Linked DNA regions of Sus scrofa: all the other regions are linked to region 1. The links are chromatin contacts, called in public Hi-C and HiChIP or PLAC-seq maps. All regions are on one chromosome and are shown on one strand. Each heading gives the region's core, a stretch centred on a gene start, on an enhancer-like site or on the middle of the called end of the contact. The rest is flanking DNA. Distances are from core to core; before and after follow the strand shown.

Region 1 (4,115 bases), core at 587-3,086:
CTTCCATATGCCGTGGATGCGGCCCTAAAAAACAACAATGAAAAAAAGAACAAGGCCTTAAAGTCACTTGATTTGTCCCACATTCAAATAGTAGGCATTTTTGATAGTTAAAATTAAATCTAGGGTTTGATCCCTGGCCTAGGAACTTCCTCATGCCACGGTGCAGCCAAAAAAAATTTAAAAAGAGTGAGGTTACATAGCCAAGCCGTCTGAGGCCCATGTGGATCCCCTTGCTTCCCTGGGAGGAGGGTGGCTGGCAATGTGCAACCTTGCCTGCTGGCTCCAGTTATAGACTTTCTGGAAAGCCTCCTGGCCGGTGAGCTGGGAGCAGAGGCGAAAGCAGCAGCACGAGGCACTCTCATCAGTATTTGCTGAATGAAGAGACTGTGCGGCCAGGATGTTTTTTCCTACTGGGGGTGCATGTACCCTGCAGGAGGCAGGCAGGAGGCTGCCGGATGCCCAGAGCATCCGAGTCAGCAAGTCTATTTTAAATTCCCCTGGCTGAGCAGAGCCCTTTCCCAGCTTCGATTCACAGGGAGCTCAGCACTAACAAACTAACCAGTGTGGCCACACACATCACTTCTAAATTAGTGTTTAAAAAAATGTAAAAATTATGACCCGTGAAGGATGCCAGACAAAGGGCAAGTGGTTCTTTCCAGATTCTCCAGCTCCAGGGGTTGGGGGCAGGGGCCAACGGCTCAGTCACTCAGGCCACACTCAGCTGGAGTTCATTCTCAGCTCCAGGTGTCTATTTGTCCAGGACCATTCAGCCTTGACCAAGCTTCTCAAGGAGCCAGGAATTTTCTCTACCCAGGTCACAGGCCAGGGCACTGGAGTGAGCAAAGTCTTATTACTCTTTATGAAAGCTAGCTGCTGGCTTTTGGATTACAAAGAAAAAAGAAAAGAAAAGAAAAGGGACAGTCACTGTGTCCCCAGGACACAGGCTGTGGCCTTCAGTGTGTTCCTCAGGCACCTGCAAGAGCTGGCTTGGCTCAGCGCTGCTCCCTTCCTGGGTGACCAGAGGCAAAGGGCAGCAGGTGCACAAAGCAGCAGAAACTCAAGGGGCCTGGCGCCACCGCAGGCCATCCTTTGGGCTTGGGCACTGATTCCCAGGAAGTTTGATTCTGGCTAAGTCAATCTGTCTCTGTGCCTCAATTTCCTCACCTGTGAAATGGGGGCAGGTGGGTAGGTGAAACAACCTATAGGAAAACATGGCTTGGAAACACAGAGCAACACGCAGGGCCAGGGCTGAATCCTCCTTGAGGCTGCCGACATCCTCTGCCTCCGGCTCCCCACTTTGGACAAATGGGACCTTATGAATGCTTTGGGCTGATTTGTCCCACCCAGGTCCCCCACATCCAGTTTCAGGAAATCCACAAGGAGGAGAGGCGAGAATCCGGGAAGAAAGAAGGTGGAAACCTAGAGAGAGGGGAAGGAAGAGGCGAGTGGGGAAAGAAAAGAGCAGAGAGGAGGAGGAGGGACGCTGTGGAGGGGGTCGCAGCGAGAAGAAGCCGGGGTCCTGAGGCTCCGGTGGAGCCCTGGCAGGAGGGCCGTGGCGGGAAGCCGCCGAAAGCGCGAGCCCGGGGAGCGACTGGGAGCCTGAAGAGCTGGGCGCCGGCCAGGCCCGCGCCCAAGAGCCGGCCCGCACTTACTGTCGCCGCCGTGCCGCCACCGATACTGCCTCCCGGGCCGCCGCGGCCACTGTGACTCCCGGCTCCGCGGCGCCGCAGGCCGGGCTCCGCCCCCGGCCCCGCCCCTGCCCGCCTCCGCCCGCAGGCACTTCCGGGTTTGCCAGGCTCTTTGGTTTAGCTGCTCCATGCGCTGCGGCGCCGGCGCCGGGCTGCAGGCACGCGCCCATCTCACGGGTAGAGAGAGTGAGGCGCCGGGCCACCAGGTGCACTGCCCAGGCGGGCGGGCGATTGCGCGGTCACCGGGCTCCCGGTGCTGCCGCCGCGGCTTCTCCACCGTGAGCCCGACCCTGACAGCCCTCCTTTTCAGCTCCCATAGCCCTGCTCCCCAGAACACCGAAGAGCTCTCCACACGCTTCCAGGCTCCTGCAATCTTACACCCTCCTTCTTGATCCCCTGTTGTTCCCGTACCCCTGCCCCGCGCCGCCTCAGGGATCCTTCTGTGTGCCAGCCTTGCCAGGCTACTGCCTCCTAGTGGCTCACTGTCTGGCTGAGGCTAGGGGGTGGCTGAGGCTAGGGCGTAGATGAGCGGGCAGCAGGCGGTCCTCAGGACCACCCCTGCCCCACCAGGCCCTCCTACCAGCCTCCAGACCTTCCTGTCTGAATTACAGGCCCAGGCTCTCTGCTGTGCTCCTGACATCCCCTGTCTCATTAACCTCACACGCCTTGAGGTTGGGCAGTTGTATTGTGCCCCTATTACAGACCTGAGAAAACTGGGTCTGTGGGAAGCCCAGGTGGAGCTGGGATGCAACACCAGGTCTGTCTGGTTCTAAAACTCCTGCTGAGGAAGTTCTGGTTGTGGCTCAGCGGATTAAGAACCTGACTAGTATCCATGAGGACGTGGATCGATGCCTGGCCTCGCCAGCAGGTTAAGGATCTGGTGTTGCCCCAAGCTTCGGTGTAGGTCACAGATGCGGCTCAGATCTGGCTGTGGTGTAAGCCGCAGCTGCAGGTCCCATTCGAGCCCTAGCCTGAGAAAGTCCACAAGCCACCGGTGCAGCCCTAAAAAAAAAGCAAAAAAACCAAAAATCCTGCTGAGATGCCCCACCCCACAGGGGTGGGCTCAGTGCTGGATGCTAACAGGGCCAGGTGAAGTGGCAGCTCTATTTCACGATGAGGCTCACAGAATCCTGTACTTCTTTCATTAAGCGACCTGCTCCCTGCCAGGCCCTGCAATGGGCCCTGTGATGTGTTAGAATCAGAATACATAGTTGGTCTTTTCCCTGGTTTCTAAAACAACTGTTTCTCAAACCCATTCCTGAGGGATGGGAGTGATAGGAGAGTCTTTTATTCTTCCTCACAAGCACCTTTCAACCGCACCTGAGTTTATGCTCATGAGGTGGGCTCATGGGCAGCAGATGGCTTCCAGGTGAGGGCTAGTGGCACAGGAGGAACCTGCCCTGGGATTGGAGGGTTGGAACTCTCAGCTCCACACCCCACCTCTGGGGAGGGGAGAAGGGCTGGAGATAATCACCCACGACCAATGAGTTAATTAATGCTGCCTACATAATTAACCTCCATAAAAACCACTAAATGATGGGGTTCAGAGAGCTTCTGGGTAGGTGAACCCTCCACCTGCCCACCCCAACCGCATGGTTGCTCCACACTCTGTACCCAGTGCATTTGTATCCTTTATAATAAACCAATGATAGTAAGTTAAGTGTTTTCCTGAGCTCTGTAAGCCCTCATAGCAAATTATTGAAACTGAAGGGGGTGTGTGGGAACCCCTCATTTTGTTGGACAGAAGTTTGGGCACCGTGGGTACCCCGTACTTGCAACTGGAGTCTTGTGGGACAGCCCTCAACCTGAGGAGTCTGTGGCTAGTTAGAGGTAGTTAGTAATCAGAATTCAATTGAATTGCGAGACACTCAGCTGGTGGCCAGAGAGTTGGAGAATTTGTTGTTTGTACTAAAACAACAACAAAACACCACAACATTTGGTGTCAGAAATGCTGAGAGTAAAAGCAGCGCAGAGACCCAAAGGCGCAAAGGGCTGGGGTCTTGCTTCAGAGGAATTTGCGCCTTCCCTGAGGGGGGCAGGACAGGCCACCCAGGACAGAAGACTTGGGAAGCCCTCCAGCCCATGTGCAGGATGCAGTGGGGCATCAGGTAGGCAGGCAAGGGAGTCCACAGGGTCTGGGTGCTTGCCCACCCCCACTGCCACCTCGCATCCTGTTAGACCTGTTTTAAAGGGCACAAGTCCAAGATTTGTTAAATTAAGTAGCTGGCCGAAGCTCACAGATGGTGGAGCCTGTGTTTGCTCCCAGGTGTGTCTGACTCTAAAGTTGTCACCTGTTTTCTGTTCCATCATGCAGCCCCTCCAAAGAGCCTGGAGGTAGGTAGGGTGGGGAGTGGGATGGAGGGACAGGGCTTCTCAGAAGAGGTGACCTTGGATCTGAATCTTTAGGATGCAGGTGGTCCATTGAAA
Region 2 (4,115 bases), core at 953-3,452, 420 kb before region 1:
TCATTCGGGGGAGTTCACTGGGGGGCCGTCCTAGTGTCCAAGACCATAGTGATTGGTTCAGGGATGGGCACACGACACATGTTGAGCCAATGACACTCAACCTCAATGGAGCTCGCTGCTGGGGGCTGCCCTGGTCCCCAAGTACCCCTCTGTCAGTGTGATATCCCACCATGGGTCATGGCAGGAGTGTAGCAACCAAATGCAGCATCCTCACTTAAAATACAACCAACCCGGTGCAAATGATTGGAGAATATTCCCATTTCCTTCCTCTGACCCACCCGTGTGTACAACACTTGGGGCTTCCTTGGCCCCACCTCCCAGACTCTTGGCAGCCTAGAGAAGCTCTGCTACCTCCAGGGCAGGGGGGCTGGCCCAATCCCAGGGCAGCCTACTCACCATGAAGGATGCGGTACCACACACGTCCAAACTCGCCCTCATCTGCGTCTGTGGCTTTTAGCTGAGGGAGAACGAGACATGCAGTTACTCCTCAAATTCCACCCACTGGCAGAGAACGTATCTGTGGAGCCCCTCCTCTTCCCTCGCGCCACTCTCAGCTTGTTTTGCTCAACGAGGCTTCCCACAAGGCTGGGGGTGTGGGAGAGGGACACGCCTGTCTTTCTCATCCCCCATGAGGACATGTGACTGTGGACGGCCCCGTGCTGACCTGTCTGTGCTGGAGCACTTGCCCACTCTGCTCCCTGACCCTCCTCCAGGTTCTTGGGGAGCATGGGGGAGAAGGTGGGGGATGGCACTGCAGCTCTCTGGGTCCAGGCCTGACCAGCTCAGCCCATTCCTCCACAGTTCCTTCTTTCAGTGTCAGGACATTCCAGGAGCCTCGCCCCGGGTGGCTGGATGGCATGGCTGTTTCTTGTCCACACTTCCTTGGTCTGAAGCTATTCTGGCCACAGTGGCTCCCAGCCAGGCACTGAACACTGTTAACAGCCTGTTTGTGGAAATCCAGAAACCCCAGAACCCAAGGATGGTCCATGTCCATTCACACACAACCACTCCAGTGCCGTTCCAGCTTCAGCCTTTGGTGGGACTTGGGGGTGTGTTGTTCTTGCTCTGACACTGCCAGGTGCTTAGCCCTTTTTACAGAGTCTGAGCAGAGCCACAGCCGGCCCTGTGATGTGTCCTTTCAAGCTGAGCCCTGAATACTCCTTTACTCACCAGATACTGGAAAGGAGTGGAGATCATGCTGCAAGCCGATGCGGAAAGAGGCCCAGGCCTGCATCACTGGAAAGGCTCTCACGAGGCCATGGCACCTGTGACTTACTTCATTACGCCCGGGACCCTCCCACGTATTCTGGATTTGCCCTTTTTCCCCTTCTTTTTAGGGCTGCACCCACAGCATATGAAAGTTCCCAGGCCAGGGGTCTAATCGGAGCTGCAGCTGTCGGCCTGTGCCACAGCAGGATGGATTTGCCTTCTTGTCTCCGCCAATCACTTCAACTCCATGGTATAAGTGTATCTAAGGATTTTGAAAAGTGTGTTGATGGTGGGAAGGAGGGGAAGTATGTTGGTGTAGAGGAACGGGAGATCTGGATCAGGCATGAGTCCTGGCTTTGTCACTGGCTTTGCGGCCGTGGATACGTAAGCCCCCTGAGCCCTTAGGTACTGTGATCCCCAACACTGCAGTGTTTATGGGAAGGTTGAAAATAGTCTCTGCAAAGCATCTTGTCTGGTGCCTGGTGCAGAGATAGATGTTGGAGGTTGGATATTATGAGATATGCCACCTTTTCCTGGGAGGCCCTCTTGATGTCTATTGGAGTTGGGGCCTTGATGTCTATTGGAGCCCTTGCTGTGGAGCTCTTCTTCCCTCCCATAAGAAGTCTTAAGAGCTAGAAAGTGGAGGGGTGGAGTGGGGTAGGTTCAACAGTCCGGGTCTGGAAGGCATCAGGACAGGGGAGAGGGCCAAGCTGTCCAGTGGATGCCCCTTGAGTATCTCCATCAATGATGGACTTCCTGGATATGTCTCCCTCCCCTGGCAGCCTGCAGCCAGCACTACCCTGGGAGGGTTTTTTTTTTTTTTTTTTTTTGCTTTTTAGGGCCGCACCTACAGCACATGGAAGTTCCCAGGCTAGAGGCTGAATCAGAGCTGCAGCTGCCAGCCTATGCCACAGCCACAGCAATGCTGAATCTGAGCTCTGTCTGTGACCTACACCACAGCTCACGGCAACACAGGGTCCTTAACCCACTGAGCGAGGCCCGGGATCGAACCTGCATCCTCATGGATACTAATCTGGTTCATTGCCACTAAGCCACAATGGGGGTTTTGCTTCCTGCCATCTCAGAAAAATGGAGCCCACCTATGAGGTGTGCAGTCAGCTTGGGAAGAGAAAGTGAAGGAAAGAAAGGTTCACTGAAGGGTGGGAAGTAAGAGGCAGGAATCCCAGAGGGAGCTCTGGGCACTGGGAACCCCTTTAGGCTGGTGCTGTTCAGCACCCGATGCCTGCTGCCCATGCCAGCCCACCCTTTTTGGGGGAAGCACTAAATCCCCCATCACTAACTTGCTGGGTGACCCTGGCCAGGTCACACCTCTCTGGACCTCGTTTCACTCTCTGCGAGACCAGGGGCTGGATGAGATGACCCCTCAGTCCTGACAATCCTAGGAAGGCTCCTGTCCCTTTGGGGCCATGCAAAGGATGCTTCTTTTGCTGTCAAGGGCTGAGGGCAGGAGGGAGGAGCTAAATACCAAAAACTAGGGCTCCACAAAAGCGGGTGGACCCCAGGCTCAGGTCTTGGGCAGAGCCACGACCCTTTTCCACCTGTGTTCTATTTCTGGGAGCTTGGGGTCCTTGATGAGAAAGCTGCTTAAGACTTAGGCTCTTAAGCAGACAGCTGGTTGCCAGGGAAGCCTTGGCTTCTGGGAAGAAAGGAGGCTGGGGGAGGGGTGTGTGTGTGTCTGTGTGTGCAGAGAGCCACTGTCTGGAGGGTCTCCAAGGGCCCACCCAAACTACAAGGAGCACAGTCCAAGGAGTCTCTCAGTCCTGTGCTTTCTGCCCTGTGATCTCTCTGGCCTTTGAAAACGCCTCTCTCCCTCAGCTCTGCAGCCAGACACTCTCAAAGGGAAGGTGCTTTTCTGGGAAGCTGAGGGAGAGGCCTGGAGGGGAGGGGAGGGGGGGTCTGGGGGCTGCCAGGGCCCATCTCTCTGCCTGTTCCCCTCCCGCTGCGTGGCTTGTAGCCCCTCTCCCCGGTAACCTGGAGGCTGGCAGGCACTGAATAGCAACCCCGCCGGTTGCCCCTCGACCATACCATTCAAAGGTCCAGCAGGGGAAGGTGAGAGGCCTGGGTATAGAGGCAGCGAAACCCTCCCCCTGCGTCCCCCCACAGTGCCCCAGCCCAGCAGAAGGCGCCAAGGAAACAGGCTGGAGTGAGGCCCCGTGGGAAGGCTCAGGAGCTCCCCACTCCTCTGCAAGGCTCGCCTCTCTCTCTTCCCAGCCCAGTTGCCATCCCTACCCTCCTGGCTGCCTCCTCTCCCAAGGCAGGGCCCAAACCCTTCCAGACAAAGCTGGGTCTGGCTGGAGAGCGAGGGCAAAGGCCACTCTGCCTGGCTGACGGAGGGCACAGGGCAAGGCAGAGCCCAGGGCAGGCTGGGGTTCCAGGGACACCCGGTGCTTCTGGGGCCTCCCGTGGACAGCCAAGAAGACCTCTCCACCCAGCTGGGGACTGCTGAGGGCTGGCTCGGAGGTCAGTGCTGGGGGACTGTAGGAAGGGGACCACACCCTTGCTGGGGTATGCTGGGGAGGATATGAGGTGTGCTCAGGCTTGGGGGATCCCTCTGCCTTTGTGGAGCGTGGAAACAAGGCCTGGGGTGGCGGGGGGCGGGGAACCAGGGCTTAGGTTGAGGCCACACAGAAAGAAGGGCTGAGGTCAGTCCCCTCTGCTCACAACAGGCCCTGCTCTATGGAGCGGTGAATGAAGAAAGAAGGTTCTAGACTGAGCCTGCAGAGATATGTTTAGAGCAGGGCCTGCCGAAGGGCTTGGGCTCCAGCGGACAGGGAGAACTTCGGCTGCTGTCAAGATCATTCCTAGCCTTGGTCTGACGGTGGCCTTTCCCTAGAGCCAGCTGGCTCCTGTCGGCTGGTCAGAGGGGGGATCAAGGGGCCCTGGCG
Region 3 (4,115 bases), core at 406-2,905, 280 kb before region 1:
AGAAGAACACAAGGAAGCCTTGTGTGCCCATCACCCAGACTCAAAAATTAGCAACATTTTACCAATCTTGCTTTTTTGAAACTCACCCCCACATTGACACTACTGTTCCCCTGAAGTTATTAGAGCAAATTCCAGTTCATCTTTCAATACTGTATACATCTCTGATAAGGTTTTCTTAAATGTGGCCAAACATGTCATTGTCACACAAAACAAAGCTGATGATTCTTTAATGTCACCTAAGACAGACCACATGCAAGTCCGGGCCCCCTTCTGAGGCTGACATTAGGGTTAGTGGCATTAACCCTTTCCACTCAGTTCTCAGAGACTAAGCCTCCGAGGTCACTGAAAATGAAAGAAAAGGTGCCTTTAATAATACCTGCCAAGTTCCATTTCTTAAACAGGAACAAAAAGATCAGAAGGAAAAACAGTAAAATATCTACAAATGTTATCTGGGTGGTGAATACATGAGGTTATGCTATGTCAGTTTCTGTACTTTTCTAGATATTTAATCTTTTACACACTTGCTAGTGATCCTGGCCCTGCTTCTCTGAGGAAGGCCAGGGCCTTGGACTGGGGTGTGTGTGTGGGGGGGAGTGGGAGTGGGGTGGGGTGGGGTGGGGTGAGTGACCATCTTGTCCTGGCAGCCTGGCTTCCAGAATGCTCTCATCCTCCCAGCTCAAGCAGCAGCCCCAAATGAAACATTATGTCCCCGTGCGCCCTGGCCCGGTGCCCCACACCAAGTGGGCATTCAGAATGCTTGATGAGCAAGCCCAACCAGACAGGGAGGGGTGTCCTGAGACACTTCTGTCCCCTTGGCTCAGACAGGCAGGAACTTCTGCTGAGCAAGCAAGAAACAGGAAAAGAGAAATCTCCTTGTCTTTTTGGTCAACGAGGCGGGTCAGGGACCAAAATCTCCCCAAAGTCTCTGACCACTTTATTGAAAGAGAGGGGCCCTAGGTCAGAGCTCAGGGTATTTCCTACTGGGCCAAGCTTGGGATGCATGGCCTGGGGTCCTTCTCAGCTATAGGGACTGGCCTGGGCTAAAGACCCCTACTCTCTTGGCAGGACAGCTGTTTCTCTGGGAAGCTCCCAGCACAGCTGAAGGGATGGGCACCCTTTAGCACCCCCACTCCAGGCTCTGAGTGTGTGTGTGGGGGCGGGCAAAGGATCCTGATGCAAACAGATGGCATCTTTGGGGACTATTTTGCAAGCACGAGACTCTCAGTGCTCAATGGAGAAGAGGAAGTGAACCCTTTGTTAGTGGAGGAAGCTTCTGGCACTGCCCCTGGCACCTAGCAGAGCCGCAGAGCCCAAACACCCTTCAACCTAGGCCAGAACAGAGGGCTGTCTTTGATCTTCGGCCCCCTCCAACCTCTGCCCAGATGTGCCCACTCTCCCTCCCAGCACTAAGCCCCCAGCAATGCCAGCTGTGGCAGCCCCAGCCTGCAGCTCCCCCCGTCGGAAGATGACTTATGGCTTTAATTACCGAGAGCTGGGTGTGAGCCTCAGAAAGGAGCCAGCCCCGCCAGGCTGGGTTCCGGTGGCCGAGGGGCTGCCAAGTTGGCGAGGGTGGCCCTGCTCACTACCACGCTGTCCCCCACCCTCGGGGCGGTGAGCAGGCCCTCCCTTCACTTCTGGGGTGTCTGCAGCCTGCCCATCTGCTCTGAGGGAGAGGTGGAGCTGGAGCATGGATGCAGCGGGGTGTGCGGGCATGCTGGCTCTGAGGCAGACCTATGAGAGAACTTTGTCTTGAGGGCTGTGGGGAGACGCAGGAAGGATGAGCTAGGGCAGGGAACAGCAGGCAAGGCCCCCCCCGGGGGGGGCTCAGGACAATGACCAGGCCCTCCTGAAAGAGAAAGGCCACTCAAGCAGCTGGGATGGTACGGAAGAGCTGTGAGTGGCTGGACAGACAAACGGATGCAGCCGAGATGGTTCGCATGGGGAACCTTGCAGGTTATCTTTCATCTGGTCACACAGTGGCCTTCTAGCTGGTCTGTCCCCCTGGTTCTTCTCTTGCCCCCTTCTCCAGCCCATTCTCCACCCAGCAGATCTTTCAAAAAAGACTGATGCAGATCAAGTTACTCCATTGCAGAGTTTTTCCCAGAGCAAATGGAATAACCCCACCTCCTCATCCTGGTTTGCAAGCCCCTAAATGATCAGCCCCCATCCAGCTCTCTGATCTCACTTCCTCCTCCTAATCCTCTACTTCCCACCACACTCAAGCCTTATGGAACCTCTTTTTCCAATTGTCTGTTTCTTTTCTTTTTCTTTTTTCTTTTTTTTTTCTTTTCAGGGCCATTGCCGAGGCATATGGAGGTTCCCAGGCTAGGGGTCAAATCGGAGCTGTAGCCACTGGCTTAGACCACAGCCACAGCAACGCAGGATCCGAGCTGTGTCTATGACCTACTCCAAAGCCCACGGCAATGCCAGATCCTTAACACACTGAATGAGGCCAGGGATCGAACCCACGTCCTCATGGATGCTAGTCAGATTTGTTTCCTCTGAGCCATGACGGGAACGCCTAATTGTCTGTTTCTTAAATATACCCAGCCCATGGCTGCCTCAGTGCCTTTGCACATGCTCTTTCCTCTGCCTGGAACCCTTTTCCCCCATAGCACCACATAGCTTCTCCTCCACTATTGCTCAGGCCCCTCTCAAATGTCACCCTAACAAAGAGGCCTCCCTCAACCACCTTTGTAGTTCCGTTTTCCATCACACCCCCATCCCCTGTTTTATCTTCTCGTAAGCCCTTGTTACTCTCTAAAATTATCTCATACATTGATCTTTTTGATTGTTTATTTGCTTTCTCACTAAACTATAAGATCTGTGAGGGCAACAGCTTTGTCTGTTTTATTTATGGCTGTGTCCCCAGAAGCTGATACATGAGAGGCACTGGATAAACACTTATGAATAATTAAATTAGCCCAAATTCTTTGTGTTACAAAGAGGGACAAGGACCTCTACATTGCCTGGCAAGCCAGAGGTGGAGCCAATAGACCAGAAGCTACTACCCTGACCTCAGGACCAGGCTCCCTTTCTTGCTCTCCTGACCCCTCTTTGTGTGGGGGGTGAGCTGCCAGACCCACCGACTTCCACCCCCTTCCCCACCATAAAAGCCCCCTTGGGAGGCAAGCTCCAAGGGCTACCATGGGGGTTTTGAGGAGTCTCCCACCCTCTCAGGAATGGACCTTGACAGCTTCCTGCACCTGTGGCAGCTGCAGGGCAGAGCAGGTGGGGAGAGGGGAGATGGGGAGTAATGAGGACACAGAGCTGGGGCAGAGTAGCTGAAACAGCAAGTCCTCACTGCTCGGTGCCTTGGTTTTCTCATCTGCGACTTGGGACAGTTGGACTGGATGCTAGCTGGGTCCCTACAGCCTGTGACAGGTGAGCCCCATGAAGCTGGGCCCCCAGTGTTGGGAGAGAGACGGCAAGGGCAAGGTGAAGGCACGATGGTGCCTCTTCTGCTCCCCTGCCCCCACCACCGACCCCAGCACCACGCTAAGCTCTTTCCCAGGCCCGCGTTATCAATCTCCCTCCACCTGGAGAACACCCCAAAATGAAATTCCTATTGGCGTGGGGCCTGTGATATAACAAGTCACTTGCTTTGCCTGGGAAATGAAAGATGATGAGGCAGAGTTCCTGGGACAGAGGCGATCTCCATAAATCTGCCAGAGTGTGCTGGGATTACTTTGTGGGATTAATTATCTGTCCTTCAAACAAAGACCTGACCTCAGCGGCTGAATGTCCCCAACCTGTGAGGGAAGGAGCCTTGGGAGGTGGGGGGGGCTCTGGGCTGAGGGGCAGGCCCCAGGGCGGGCGGCACAAGCAGGCACTGTAAGATACCAACTCAGCACTTCACTCCTCCTGTAAGGAGCCCTACACGGCTGCCTCCTGCCCAAGACAGGGACTCCACCTGCTTCTAACACTTTCTGCAGTTTGGCCCTTCTTGACCTCCAAACCCAGGCCACCCCTCCCATCTATTTCTCCTGCCAGCCCATCTCCCCTCTTACTTAACACTCCTACTGCCCAGAACTGGGGGGCTTCCTGGTAAGGATGGGAAAGTGCTATGTACAGGAGATGGACTAAGGACTGGACCAGGAGCCAATTCACCAACC

Evidence for each region. Hi-C and Micro-C count contacts between places; a contact is called where the count stands out from the background. HiChIP or PLAC-seq counts read pairs in DNA pulled down with a chosen protein or histone mark.
Region 2: a contact with region 1 is called in an H3K27ac HiChIP or PLAC-seq map of alveolar macrophages. The contact joins the promoter of C14H10orf105 here to the promoter of SLC29A3 in region 1.
Region 3: a Hi-C map of retroperitoneal adipose tissue shows a contact between it and region 1, with 1.6 times the contacts expected there. The contact joins the enhancer-like site here to the promoter of SLC29A3 in region 1. A contact is called at or near these places in 9 of 47 Hi-C or Micro-C datasets (alveolar macrophages, embryonic fibroblasts, heart right ventricle and 4 more) and 1 of 2 datasets of contacts at active chromatin or transcription factors (alveolar macrophages).

The regions. Positions count from the first base shown.
Region 1 is chr14:74,220,709-74,224,823 of Sscrofa11.1, reverse strand. It overlaps SLC29A3 (equilibrative nucleoside transporter 3), which reads right to left and starts at 1,836. Exons shown (of 7, transcript XR_002338422.1): 1 at 1,653-1,836.
Region 2 is chr14:74,637,267-74,641,381 of Sscrofa11.1, reverse strand. C14H10orf105 reads left to right here and starts at 2,202. Exons shown (of 2, transcript XM_021072664.1): 1 at 2,202-3,690. CDH23 (cadherin-23) reads right to left here. Exons shown (of 69, transcript XM_021072657.1): 29 at 397-457.
Region 3 is chr14:74,500,606-74,504,720 of Sscrofa11.1, reverse strand. All of the region lies in intron 9 of CDH23 (cadherin-23), which reads right to left. Among named protein-coding and RNA genes, the nearest start is that of C14H10orf105, 140 kb to the left of the region's middle. Within about 2 kb of position 1,655, at least 14 of the 83 cell types and tissues checked have an H3K27ac peak or open chromatin away from gene starts, as enhancers often do. A contact at or near this core is called in retroperitoneal adipose tissue, skeletal muscle and subcutaneous adipose tissue, where this site is marked.